Regions from separate parts of the Zea mays genome. Here region 2 is linked to region 1. Evidence: chromatin contacts called from public Hi-C data. All regions are on one chromosome and are shown on one strand. The core of a region is the stretch at or near the end of the contact, and the rest is flanking DNA. Distances in the headings are between cores, read along the strand shown.

Region 1 (6,952 bases), core at 3,152-5,651:
CTCACGTTTTACGCTGGAATAGGCCTGAGCCAGGACCCGCGCACGATCGGCTGCACGCGATTTTCACGTCGTAATTTTAGGCCTTGTTTGCTGTTACAAAACAGATATAGGATTTACGCTAAATTTCGTACTCGTTTACGCTGTTTTAGCTCACGGTATATGCTGGAATCCGCCCGAGCCAGAACTAGAACCACATACTACATGATTTATGCTGTCAAGTACATGTCATTATGCAGTCGTAAACGCTGTCCACAGTGTCATATTCGTTCCACGTGGTTCGGGCATCAAAAGATTCCTTTACGCATGGTTTATGCATCTTTATCTATATATATATATTGTCTTACGCTTATCGTCCTTGATTCTTGGCTGTCGACTGCATGGCTGACGCAAGCACGCGTGGGTGCTGGGTCGACCGCGTCCTGGCTGGGGCTTCCATTAGTAGGTGAAGCCCAGGGCTTTCATTACCTCTTCTATATATATATATATATATATATATATAACGGGAGCCCTGGGCTTCCAGTAGTTAAAGGAAGCCCAGGCCGACCACCCTGCAACGTGGTTTAACCCAGCGCGCCGACTCAACCCGCCTGTCGGGTGCGCCACCCGCTCGATGCGCGCAAAAAAGGAATGCATGCATGAGTCAAACACGTTTCCTTGCATGCGCGTAAATTTAGGAAAGATATGTGTGACAGTTTCTATTTTTAATTGCTTTATTTCTTCCATAAATTTAGGATCGCTGCAACAGCCATGCAGCTAGACTCGTAAGGACCATTTTATGATATATACTGATACTAAATATGCTACACTGTGTAGATAATTATGCAATTAAGTTTACTGCATGCGCACGAATTTATGATGGAAAGAATGTGCAATGAAAGGAAATGAATTGCACGCATAGAAACAAAAATCGTATTTAATGTTTTATTTCCTTCATAAATATAGGATCCCTCCATCAGCCATGCAGTTAAACACATTAGAACTAGTTTATGATATATACTGATACAAATTATACTACACGGTGTAGGTATTTATGCAATTCGGTACGCTGCGTAAAAAATCTGGCATGTTATTCACTGGTGGACGCATCTCCGGGTTGTAGCGTAAAAACCTTAAGTTTTGAGCATAAAATCCCTTAATTATAAGCGTAAATACCGAGCCAATGTGAGAGGTTGATAGCTCTAGTAGTTTGTTATTATGATCATTTTTTATGGCAGATCCGAAAAACATGGCAGCCGCATGCATGCGGTTTCTATTTTTATATAGATCCAAAAATTATGGCAAAATGCATACATGGGTCAAACACGTTCTCTTGCGTGCGCGTAAATTTAGGAAAGATATGTGTGGCGGTTTCTATTTTAAATGCTTTATTTCCTCCATAAATTTAGAATCGCTGCAACAACCATGCAGCTAGACTCGTAATGATCATTTTATGATATATACTGATACTAAATATGCTACACTGTGTAGATAATTATGCAATTCAGTATACTGCATAAAAATCTGTTACCAGCTGCATGCATACAAATTTATGATGGAAATAATATGCAATGAAAGGAAATTAATTGCATGCATAGAAACAAAAAATCGCATTTAATATTTTATTTCCTTCATAAATATAGGATCCCTCCAACAGCCATGCAGCTAAACGCATTAGAACTAGTTTATGATATATACTGATAAAAATTATACTACACGGTGTATGTATTTATGCAATTCGTTACACTACGTAAAAAAATCTGACATGTTGTTCACTAGTGGACGCATCTCCGGGTAGAGCGTAAAACCTTAAGTTTTTTGAGCATAAAATCCCTCAATTATAAGCGTAAATACCGAGTCAATGTGAAAGGTTGATAGCTCTAGTAGGTTGTTATTACGATCCTATTTTTATGACAAATCCGAAAAACATGGCAGTCGTATGCATGCAGTTTTTATTTTTATACAGATCCAAAAATTATGGCAAAATCGTGAAAGTTTCCATTGCATACGCGTAAATTACGAACATCATAAATCAAGGAATTGCCTTTCCAATGTGCATGCAGTAAACTGATATACGAACTCCATGTTCAAGCATAAAATCGTACAGTTTTTAGCGTAAATAATACATGTGGTAGGCATGAAACACAATAATCGAAAAGAAAACACGAATCGAAGGAGGTAGTGGCCGGAGGACGTCGTCAATAACACAAGCACAAATGTAGGTTGTCACTCGGGCCGCCGAAACTGCGCCGGATCGGAGGATGTCACGCGCGATCATCGCTGCGCGCATCTCGCGCCTTCCGTGACGCCGCTCGCTCGAACCTCGCGCCTCATACGTCGACGGGCGCCGCTTGCTTGCCGGTCTTGGAAGTGCCACCTCCTCGGGGCCTCGGGGACGCCGCCGTCGCTTGCCCGCACAAGGGCCCCGCTGTCGCTCGCCTTCTGGATCGGGGAGCCGCCGCCACCGACCTGGGAACCGCCGCCACTACTCCGGATCGAGGAACCTCCGCCACCGTGTGTCGATGTCATGGAGCTGCGGTCACCGGCTGGGGGTCCATCGCCGCGCATGCTCTGGGGCAACCGTCATCGTGTCACGCGGCGTCGCTAATGAATCAGAGTGGAGCGTAAAAAACTGAACCCTAGTACTCCGGGTCCTGTTTTATAGACGTTCAGACCTGGTCCGGCTCGACATTGCACCGTCCGAACCTGGGCTTCCTCTATTATTGGAAGCGTAGGGCTCTTAATATATAAACTATATATATATATATATATATAATATAACTTAATAAATAGGATTATTGCAACCACAATTTTCTTAGGACAAACACATTGTTGTCGCTCGTCATGTCATGGGCTTCTCCAACAGCGCCGAGACGTACCACTGGTCCTTCTCCTTTCCCCGGTGGCCGGTGTTCCACCGCAGCTTCCTGAACCCGACGCGATCCAGCATCGGCGCGAGCGTGGCGTTCAGCTGCATGGCGGCGCAGACGAAGTGGTCCAGCCAGAACAAGCCCCCGGGCCTGAGCACCCTGTACACGTCGTACAGCGCGAACTCCAGCATGTCGCCGGCGCCGAGGCCATGCCCCGCGTGCACGATATCCATGGCGCCGTCGAACAGGGGCAGCCGGTGCGCGGGGGTAACGTGAAGCGCCACGAGGCCGCGCGACGCGACGAAGCTGCCGAACGGCGCGCCGGAGTCGACGGCCGCGGTGAGCACGGTGGCCCCCGCGCGCTCCAGCATCCGCGCGGCGAACGTGCCGGAGGGGGAGCCGCCGCCGAGGTCCAGGCCGATGCGCACCGTGCCGTTGGGACGCGCCCGGAGCACGGCGTCGATGGAGTAGGACAGCGCGCCGTCGTCGCGCGCCCATCTACCCCGCCCGCGCCGCAGGTCGAAACATGATCCGCCGTCGCCGTCGCCGCCGCAGCCAGTGATGTTACCGCGGGCGGCCGCGAGGCACGAGTAGCTCTTGCACGCGTACGCGTCCCAGACGACGGTGGTGTCCGGTGGCGTGGTCCACAGGCTCCGGGGCAGCGGCGCCGGCTGCGGGTACCCCTTGGGCGAGCGCGGGCGGCAGCGGCGGCGCGGCAGCGGCTCGCAGCCGCTGAGCATGAGCCTGTGCGCGAGTTGCTCGTCTGACGGGCACTCCCCGCCGGGTGCGTAGTCCATGTAGCGCTCGAGATCGTCCTGAACGCGGACGCACGCGTGGCCCAGGACCGGGACCGCAGCCTCGGTCACATCGTGGTGGCGCGGGCCGACACCGACAGCGAGCCTGAGCTCGCCCGCGGGCTCGCGCTTCCATTCGCCGCCGCCAGTGGCGGAGAGCTCCTCCCGCATGGCGTGCAGGAGCGTGCGGAGGAGCTCGTTGGCGGTGCGGACGCGGGCGTGGAGGTCCGCGAGGTCGGCGCGGCCGGCGGCGAGCGCGGCCTGCGTGGCGTTGAGGTCCGCGTGGAGCGCCGCGGAGCCGTCCCAGAGGCGGACGATGGTGGCGGCGGGCCTGTAGCCGCCGCCGTAGCGGCGGAGCAGGGAGGACCCGGCGCCGGAAGAGACGACGGCGACGGAGACGGCGTTGGTGAGCAGGAACATGAGCAGCGTGGCCGCCGTGGTGCAGCTGCAACAGTAGCAGCGGCGCCGCGTCGGCGGCAGCGGCTTGTTCTTGCCGTTGCCGTGGAGGTCGTCGTCGTCCATCACCGATGGGCTCGATCGATCTCACTTAGCAAGCAGGCAGGATCGAAGTGAGACGAGGGGCACAATGCAGAGATAGCAGTAGTCCAAGAGTAGATCACACATCGAAAAGCTCGCGACCGCTTGCTGCCGATCGTATTCGTATGTACGTACGCCTACAGTTTGATTTGCATAGTACGTGGGCATGGCGGACTAATTGGCGGTTGCTTGCGAGTGCGACGCGGGAAAAGGGGGAGGGTAGCTTCATTTGCAGGCGTGCGCTCGCTTCGAGATGAGAGACGTTAAGAGGCGCCGCCATTTGCTTGCTAGATTGCTTTGCTAGCAACACGCTCGTAAAGTCGTACGTAAAGTGTTTTTTTTCTCTTCTTTTGAGGATCACGTGATGTGCTGAGAGATTGAGTGATATTATACCAAAGTGAAATCCAGGAAGAAAAGCAGTTGGCGGGCGGGACGGCCCAGCACAGCCCAGCCTAATAGGGAGGGGCGGAGGGCGTATTATGGGCTGTAAACATGTAAATGTCCTCACAGTTTTGGACCAGCTGTGGAGTAGGTGGGCTTCAAACCCATGCCGGTAGGCCCGCTAGAGGAGAAATTTACGTGCACTGAACAGGCTAGCTGCTTTCCTCTATCTCTCTCTCTCAAAAAAGAATGAGTAGTACGTGCAGTGTGCAGTGTGCAGTGCATGCAACACGGCATCGGTACCCACTAGACCGCCGCACTTGATACGATTGGCGGCAGGCAGGTTGGGAGTACGGAGCACCGCACAGGCACCCAACCGCCGCGCGCTTTTACGTCCTGTCCATGCACGTATTGGGCCCACTACCAGGGCGAGCAGTGTGCATCCTGGGCCGCCATTCCTTGTTGATCTTGGGTGGGTTCTAGTAGAGTGAGAAGGTGATGAACTAGAGAGAGGGTAGGAATGGGAGACGAGACTAGTGTTGCTAATCATGAAATATAATCTTCCCATGTATGAGCTAATAAGGACATGCTTATATATGACAGCTGGGGACTGTTGGGTGTGTCCCCTACAGCCGGTCAATAAAGACCGGATTGAGCTTAACCTAATTAACCGTCTCTTTAATCGGGCCCTTGATCGGAAGAGCCCATGCTAACCTCGATTGGAGCCCCCAGGCACACGACGCTATAAATATAGGACTAAGGGGTCACAGGAAAGACTAACACTAGTACCTCGCCCCAAAACCCTAGTCCCTAAAGGCCCCCATCGCCTAAGCGTCGGAGTGTCTGGAAACGCGACAACCTACAGCGGCTCGGATCCCGATACCTGCTGCTTCTCTGCAGAGCAACGGAATGAAGATGGCAACAACGACAACTCTCCAACAATCGAGGTTTTTATTCCAATTACGGATTGGTATTCTAGGGACTTAGTAATCGATCCTAAAAACCATAGAATCTAACAATGGTATCAGAACCATGTTATTATTTGTTTTTCTATGCATTATTGTTTATTATGAAGCCTATGTGGATTAATTCTCATTAAGTGCATAAAAATTCAGATTTTTTGTGATGATTGAATATTTTGACCAATGTTGAATATTGTTGCCATTTATACAAGAATTAAGTTTTCTAGATCATCCAACGATGGTTTAGAATTTTAAGAACTAGAAAATTTTGTAGATCAGACATGGTTATTATTTGACCAATGTCAAATATTTAATTCATGCAAGTTCTATGTTTCAGTATTTACTTCAGATGTCCTAAATATTTTTTGTTTTACTTTGCTAAAGTGCACATACTGGCCTACTAGTTGGTCAGATAAGGCAGATTAAGTTGCTACATAGTATTTATTACCACTTATGGCAGGAACAAATTGAAATGATGTGTGAGATAGATTACTCATTATGGTTATGAGAAACCCACTAAGCCTACGTACAGTAGGCTCACCTCAGTATGACCTTAAGATGTCGCAGTAGAACATCGATAAGGTCAACTGGAAAAGATCCAAGTGTAATATATTTGATCACAATAAGTCTCATCCAGGACCCTATTGAGGGTCCTATTCCAAAATATGAGACATTTCATGTTTAGTATAACAACAATGTAAAGGACAAGTGCAATATAGATCAACTCATGGCACAGTGTGTCCAGAAGGTGGAAAGGTTGATGAGTCAAAGAAGTGATTCTATTAATCTTCCCAAACTAAATATCCCCAAACAGAACAAGAACTCTAAGAAAAGTTCAAGAATAAGATCAAGCATGATCACCAGGCTTTTACAAGCCACAATCAGACAGTTTCTCAGACCCCCCTGAGACCTGCCTCTACTACAAGAAGACATGGCATTAGAAAATAGAAAATGCCCAGAATTCCTACAATAGCTACTACAGAATGCAATTCCGTACAAACCTAAGGCTCCCAGTGGGCCGAAAAACAATTACAGTGGTTAACGGAAAGCAAGTAGACACTTAATTTCAGTTTCAAGATTAGACAATCAACACATCCACTGTCACTTTGGTGATAGAGATTGTATGTTATTCAATTTGATAATAAAGATGTTGGTCTCGCTATCCGTCGAGACATGCTTTATTTATCTTTGCATAGTGATGATGTTAACGTCTTAGATACACCAGAAAACAATCCAGCCAATAGTGGCAGGAGAAAGAAAATAAAGTGATGGAGAGACCTCATCGAAATTATGGCACTATCGTTTGGGCCATATTTCGAGGGGGAGAAAATATAATGCCTTGTTAAGGGACAGATTCTCCATCACCTAGACTTCACAGACTTAGAGCAATGCAGAGATTGCAAGCACAGTATGAGAGTGTTAAAATTATTCA
Region 2 (6,952 bases), core at 2,251-4,750, 170 kb before region 1:
TGTGCTCTGCTCTGCTAGTCTGCTGGCCGATGATGATGATTGAGCTGGCGGTGCGTGCGTGCAGGACCATGGAGGAGCTGATCGAGAGGTACAAAGCTGCCAGCGCCGGAGAAGCGACGACCGACGGCTGCGGCAGGCACAACAGGATGGTCAGTAGCGGTAGCCCACCCCTCCCAACTTGCCGGCCGGCATCATGTCCTCTGCTCTCCCCTGCCTTCCTAAAAGCTTTGGCCATGTCCATGTCTGCCAGGACCCCAAACATGAAACCACGGTGCTGCAACAGGAAATCAACCTGCTTCAGAAGGGACTGAGGTAAATTGTTTGTTACTCACAGCTTTGACTGAGGAAATCAACCTGCTTCAGAAGAAAAAGAAAACAATTCTGACAAGGAAGCATTGTTTTGGGTAGGTACATCTACGGGAACAGGGCGAACGAGCACATGAATGTTGACGAACTGAACGCCCTAGAGAGGTACTTGGAGATATGGATGTACAACACCCGCTCTGCAAAGGTAATTCACCAGCCAAATGCATCTTTTTAAAAAAAAATGTTTCAGGCTTCGCTAAAACTGTACCCTGCCTACCAGATGCAGATAATGGCTCAAGAGATCCAAGCACTGAAAAGCAAGGCATGTCAAAACCCTGTACATATTAACTCTACGAAGACCCGAGGCTTTCAGCACCCATTTACCTCACTAAAAGTGTCTGCGTGTACGCAGGAAGGCATGTTGAAAGCTGCCAACGAGATTCTCCAGGAAAAGGTATTTTCCAACTGTCAGCTCACTCTGTGGTACAAACTTCAGGTTTCATTCCTATACATCATGATAAGCAACTGTCAGATTTCTGTCAGTTCACTCTGAGCTATGAACTTCGTTCAGGTCTTGTACTGACGCTATGAACCTGATGCAGATAGTAGAGCAGAGTAGTTTGCTTGACGTAGGCATGGTGGTAGCGGACCAGCAGAATGGGCGTTTTAGCACAGTCCCACTGGTAGAAGAGGTGATCAGTAGTAACCCACTGACTGTACTGAGTGGCTATTCTAGCTGTAGGGGTTCAGAGATGGGCTACTCCTTCTGACCGTAATAACAAACAGCCTGGGGGCTCCTTCTGTTGATTACTACTAGTGTGTAATACATACAGTCAATAAAGTCTGTAATGGGTTGGTTGTTCTGCTGCTTTGGTGTATCATATTCGATTATTCGTATCATGTAGGCCTTAGATAAGCCCTTCAGGAGTGCCCCTGGTATTGTGTCGTCGTGCCTTTTACTTCTCCAGAATGAAGAAATATTGTCTATTGAGGAGATCTGATGATGTGCTATTTCTTCCTTATCAACGGAAATATATCTATGTTTGTGTTCATTTCTAAGCATTAAATCTATCGGGCCAATAGGTTTAAAACTATGGACACATAGTTTCAGCTTACAGAGATCAAGGTGATACATTTAAATAAAAAATCATACATAGCCTTATATAATTGCAACATCCGTGCAGTTGAGTACACGTCTACCCAAGGGGCAATGACAGTACATACATAGCCTTATATAAGAAACAGATACAACAATAATTGCAACATGATCATGGTATTCTTATTTCTGAGGTTATAACTACTGACAGGAAAATAGTAGTTTGAGAAACCATACCTTGAAAACGGAGAGGATTTGCTGTTTGCACCAGATTGACCATAAACATTGTAAGTACTAAGGATAAATGTCACTACTGACAGAGATGAAAAATACATCGTCCAGTTGGTTTCCACAACCGATACGCACCTTATTAGAGAAAAACTAGGAAACAAAACAAAACAATAAGGATTACAGATAATAGACATCAATGTTTTTGTCAAACTGGAATGCTCAAATAGGCATCATTCAATTCAACATGGTTCAGCTCTTCTGTCCTGTTCATGGAAGGGAAAAAAAGGAAGAATTAGAACAAACAAGAAATCCCCAATCATGTACACCAAAAAGGAAAAACTGCTAGAGAGAGCCTACTGCAATCAACTGTATTAACAAGTAGAAACGCGCTGAAGCTAACACAGCTCCACCCTGTACTTTTAATAGTTTTAACAGTTGTAATCCCCTATCGTGCCATTACATGGGTAAAACCAGAATCAATATGTAGGATGACCTAAAAAAGGATAATACAAACCTGAAAAACTAATGTACCAGAATCATGCAGTTGCTTGATTTCAATCGTGTGTATTGGCAAGTGAACTCACGCTGAAAATGACAGAACTGCATCCTATACTTTAATATTATAAATTCACTCGAAGGAGAATCATAAACATAATCAATCTTAACCCACAAATCAATTGTTGTTTCCTTAATTAATCAGAGATAAAAGAACCAAAGAAGAGGCAGAACCAACTCCCCTAGGCCACCTGGCACCTTAGTACGATACTAACAGCACCACACACGGGAAAGAAACACACGAGCAAAAAACTATCAGAAGCCTAAGCAACTAATGGCAACAACCTACATAGGAGGTGTTTTAATGCCTTGTCCAGCACCACTGGTTACACTCGTCATCATAAACTTCAAGCAGAAACTTTTGAAAGCAAGGACTACATTAGAGGCAATTATGTATGTACTGAACACAAATTTATATATCTATCCAACAATTTGCACTGCAGGAAGCAGTCTTTGGCACTTGATAGTCCAGCTTAGTGTCTCACGGAATTTGCATAGTATATCACAAGGTAAGATTAGCTGTGTGCTACTCGCGCTGAAACTGACACGACCACATCATCATTTCAACATTGTAATCCGCAATTGCAAGTAGGACATGACATCCTCACCAGAATTAACCACGTACACTAAACAGGAACTGGATCGTCAGAGAGGACAAGATGGCACGGGGGACAGGACGGACCTGAGACCTTGTCCTCCCACCAGTAGATGAACCTAAGGTTGGCCCCCTGCTTGTCCATCTTGTAGAGCTGGTACCAGTGCTCCGCCACCTCGGACCCCAGCACGGCGCCCGTGATCGCCCCGAACCCGGTCGCCAGCACGACGCCTGCAGTCAATCAATCACAGGCACCCACCCACAAATGCCGACGATGAGCAACAGCAACAAAACATAAACGGCCTGGCACAACCGATCTGGTAGCTGCAATGGCGCCCCGTGGGTCGTACCGTGCGGCGCCTTGGAGTACTTGAGCGCGACGCCGCCGAGGTGGGCGGCGCCGGCGAAGGCCCCGGCGAGCGCAAACTTCCTCGACTCCCGCAGGGCCTTGAGCTGCGGAAACCGCGTCGGTGGTCAGTCATACGAGAGGCGACGAGGAGGAAGGGGGAGGAGGCGAACGGATGGGAGCGCCGACCTGGGGCCCGTAGACCGGGTCGGAGGCGATGAACTCGTCGACGTCGGCGTCGGACCACTTGGGGAGGGGCTCGGCGCGGCCGTAGACCTTCTTGTAGTAGTCGAGGAAGGCGAAGTTGCTCGCCCAGTGCTGCTTCACGCCCTCGAAGTGCTCACCGATCCCCATCGCCGCCGCAGGTGGTTGATCTCTGGCTCTGGGGTCTGGAAAGGAGAGGAAGAGTGGAAGACGCCTAGTAGCCCACTCACACACACTGAGTCAGATGACAAGTGGGCCCGGATGGACCGGACTGGAATGTTCCTCCATGGGCTGAACGCAAGTTGACACTTGACAGTGCACGGGCATCCATGTACCAGCGGCAGCTGCGTGCTAGTCTCCTGTTGTGTTGAATTTTTTTGGGCTCACCATGAAAGTCACTCACAAAGTCACAATCTCAGGGTCTGTTTGGTTGGGATGTGATCGTGAAAAAAGCTGTGAGCTATAAAAAAAGCTGTTATGACTTATAAACTGCTAAAAAACTAAAAATCGTTTCGTGGAAATTACCCAAAGCCACTAAAAATTCTTTCATATATATTTTCACAGTTCCACTTGAAAGCTGCTAAAAGCAGGTCAAGAAGTGCTTTCAGTTTTACACTACAAAAAAATCGGCTTTTAGAAAAAAGTTGTTTTCCAGATTCAGCCATTTGGTTTGACTTTTGTCTTTTAGGGAGTACAAGTCAAAGCCAAAAGCCAAATCATACGCACCCTCAAGAAATCGACTAGCTTTTTAGTTTAGCTTTTGAAAATTCCAAAAACTTCAAAAGGCCGAGTTAATATAGAAAACTAAAAAGCATAATTTTATAGGATTTCTGTAGCTAATAATAAGCTTCAAAAGTTTGATGGCTACAACGACACTAAGTTGGATCTCCTCTTATCTATACTCGAGCAAACTTCATCATCGCCCAAATAAAACGTCAAGATCACAATATTGATTGTTTTTGTTGAGAAATCCTAATGAAGGGTTATGTGGACAAATACCAAATATAGTTCTGAGGGTTATCGTGTCTCTATATATAGAACATGTACCCCTCATATGGAATAGAGATCAGAAAGAGGTCAGAGGCCCAACCATATATCCAGTGTGTCGTGTGTTTCCTCTGTCGTGCTTATGGGAAGGGAGACGGGTTCTCTACATCTTCTTGCGCCTCTACTGCTGACGGGAGGGAAGGGAGCGGATCTGGTGATCCGTGGTAACGTAATTCTCAACACGTTATCAGCACGCTCTACCTCGACGTTGCTGCTCGATCAGATCTGCATCAACTTTCCATCAAGTCGGCAGGTCACCGGCCTAACCGAACTGTCCTACGCGACAGTCTTCGATTTGCCCTCTACGCAAACATGGTATGCATTTTTAAGTAGGATAGATCTATTGTTCTTCATTCGTTCCTCGAAAAAGATTAAAAAAAAGTGGTATGGAACTTTCTGCGGTTGAAAAAAACTCGCGAGACGTTCATGGGTTACCGCCTGCCGAGCGCGATGGTCACGTCCTTCTTCCTGGCTTGGAGTCATGGACTCGTGGCCGAGAGGAGCTCCTCATCCATTTTTTCTCAGTTAAAAAAACGCTCCCTATCGTGTCACGGCTATTGGTGCGCATGAATCCAGGGTTTTGCATGCCTATCTTAAAACTCAACGGTGCTCGTCCCGCCGCTGGTGTGATGGCTTTAGCCATTCTACATATGATTCACACGCCAGGCGTTAAGGATAAAGACGTCTACCGGGAAAGCCTCGGTAGTAACAGAAATGATTTTTTCCCTAGCGAAGGAGCTCGGTCAAATACTCCTAGAAAGGTGGTTTGTTAAGAATAAAAGAAAAAAGGCAATGCAATTCATACCATTCACTATTTTTTATCGTTTCACGTAGAATTAATTTCTTCGATAATTTATGTTATAATTGTTGCACTTAAAATAGGTTCTGGCTGAATTTGTTCCTTGAAATTTTTAGTACATTTAATTAACACGCATGTTTTTATGTTAAAATTTCTACCTTAATTATTTCCTGTCGTAAATAATTAGTAGAAAAATACGTCCTTAAATATGAAAAAATGTACACATGATATGCTATGTTCATGCATTACTTTTTGTGTTTATATTTCTGCCTTTATTTCCCGTAGTAAATAATTAGCAGAAAATTATTAAAATGCATGTGAAGGCTATGCTACGTATTTTCATATCCCTCTAAATATTTATTTTGCATTGAGCTTTTGGACTCACGTTGAGCGATTAAATGATATAGTGGGTACTGAGACACGTCGATCAGACTACATTTTTAATTAGTTGGGTTATGGCATTAGCTGAATATTGACTGCGTCCTGGCAACACGACGCAATATTTGTGTCGTTCGAACTTGGCTGCGTCATGTGATTGCTATGTCGCGCTCTCCATTAATCGGATCGCTCCCGTTGAGTCAGACCGTCATCGCTGAGTCGCGTATTTTTTGCATACCCTGTAGGCACTGTCTGTCTGTCGGAGCCACAATTGCGCCTGTTGCACATGTTGCGTGGATTTATCGTGTACCCCAATTACCGAGCCACAATTGCGTCTATTGTGCTTGTTACGAAGGCTTGTTGTGTTGTCGTAGTCCTGATGGCCGCACACGCATTGACGTCAGATACGCTAGAGCTTGTACTCGCGTGGATTATGGTGGGTTATTGGAGCCCCTTAAGTCACATTATTTTGCAACCTTCGTAAACAATTTTGTTTGGCTCTATATTTTGTTTGATTGTGTTGTGTGGCATCGTATATTTATATATATCGCCAAGTGGTCATAACAACTATATTAAATCTAGGAAATTAATTCAAAATACAATGAAACACAGATAAGTTAATTCTCTGCTCTCTTCCCATGCATAAAGTTTTACTCGAAGTAACTCGAAGGTATAAAATATAATGCATGAAAGCCTTTTTGGCGCAGAAAACATCACAAATTGGGATTTTATTAGTAAGCAATAAGACCTTATCAGATGAATAAATGCTAGAATCTCAGTCATACATTGCTCAACCAGATGTTGGCACATTGCTATTTGTCGCTGAACGGCATGAAGCGAACTTTGAGATAAATAGCTAGTACCTTAGCAACACGAAGTTGCGAGTACATCGAAAGGTAATTCTGAGAATTTTTTCACAATGTTTGTGTGAAAAACCATTGTGTGTTCCCGTCGAACCACTTTACTCGTCCTATCTAGGACCTCTATGCTTGTGTTGCATACATCTCTTAGAATTGTAAATACTTATAGTCACTGAATTGACTTTGTATATTTCTTTGATTGGTATGGTATAGCTTTAAGCTAAATGGTAAAGGTCAGTCCTAAATGAACATATACTGGAGTTTATGTAGCAAAACTACATTAAATTCCACCCTTTGAAATGCTTACCGTAATATATCTATGATCTACCAGGAGTAAGAAGAGTAAAAAATAGCCATGAAATCCCATATTACCACAGAGCTAGAAGTGCATTTGGCATTAATATGTCATTGGTCCTTGGCGCCGGAAGATCCATAATTCTTGACCATTAAGCTATTGGTGATGGTAATTTGTGATAGAAATATGAAGATCTTATGGAGACCAGATGTATTCTCCCTTGTCTTGATGACTCCTTCG

What was found. Hi-C and Micro-C count contacts between places; a contact is called where the count stands out from the background.
Region 2: a contact with region 1 is called in a Hi-C map of endosperm, with 5 times the contacts expected there. The contact joins the promoter of LOC100501513 here to the promoter of LOC103653138 in region 1. A contact is called at or near these places in 3 of 25 Hi-C or Micro-C datasets (ear, endosperm and tassel).

What each region holds. Positions count from the first base shown.
Region 1 is chr4:40,617,463-40,624,414 of Zm-B73-REFERENCE-NAM-5.0, reverse strand. It overlaps LOC103653138 (S-adenosyl-L-methionine-dependent methyltransferase superfamily protein), which reads right to left and starts at 4,401. Exons shown (of 1, transcript XM_008680096.3): 1 at 2,603-4,401. The coding sequence starts at 4,162. The coding sequence ends at 2,819.
Region 2 is chr4:40,785,963-40,792,914 of Zm-B73-REFERENCE-NAM-5.0, reverse strand. LOC100501513 (putative Rickettsia surface antigen family protein) reads right to left here and starts at 3,500. Exons shown (of 4, transcript NM_001196215.1): 1 at 3,319-3,500; 2 at 3,134-3,236; 3 at 2,871-3,014; 4 at 1,660-1,896. The coding sequence starts at 3,483. The coding sequence ends at 1,883. It overlaps LOC100282492 (MADS-box transcription factor 26), which reads left to right. Exons shown (of 7, transcript NM_001155401.2): 2 at 65-149; 3 at 251-312; 4 at 409-511; 5 at 587-628; 6 at 719-760; 7 at 909-1,190. The coding sequence ends at 1,076.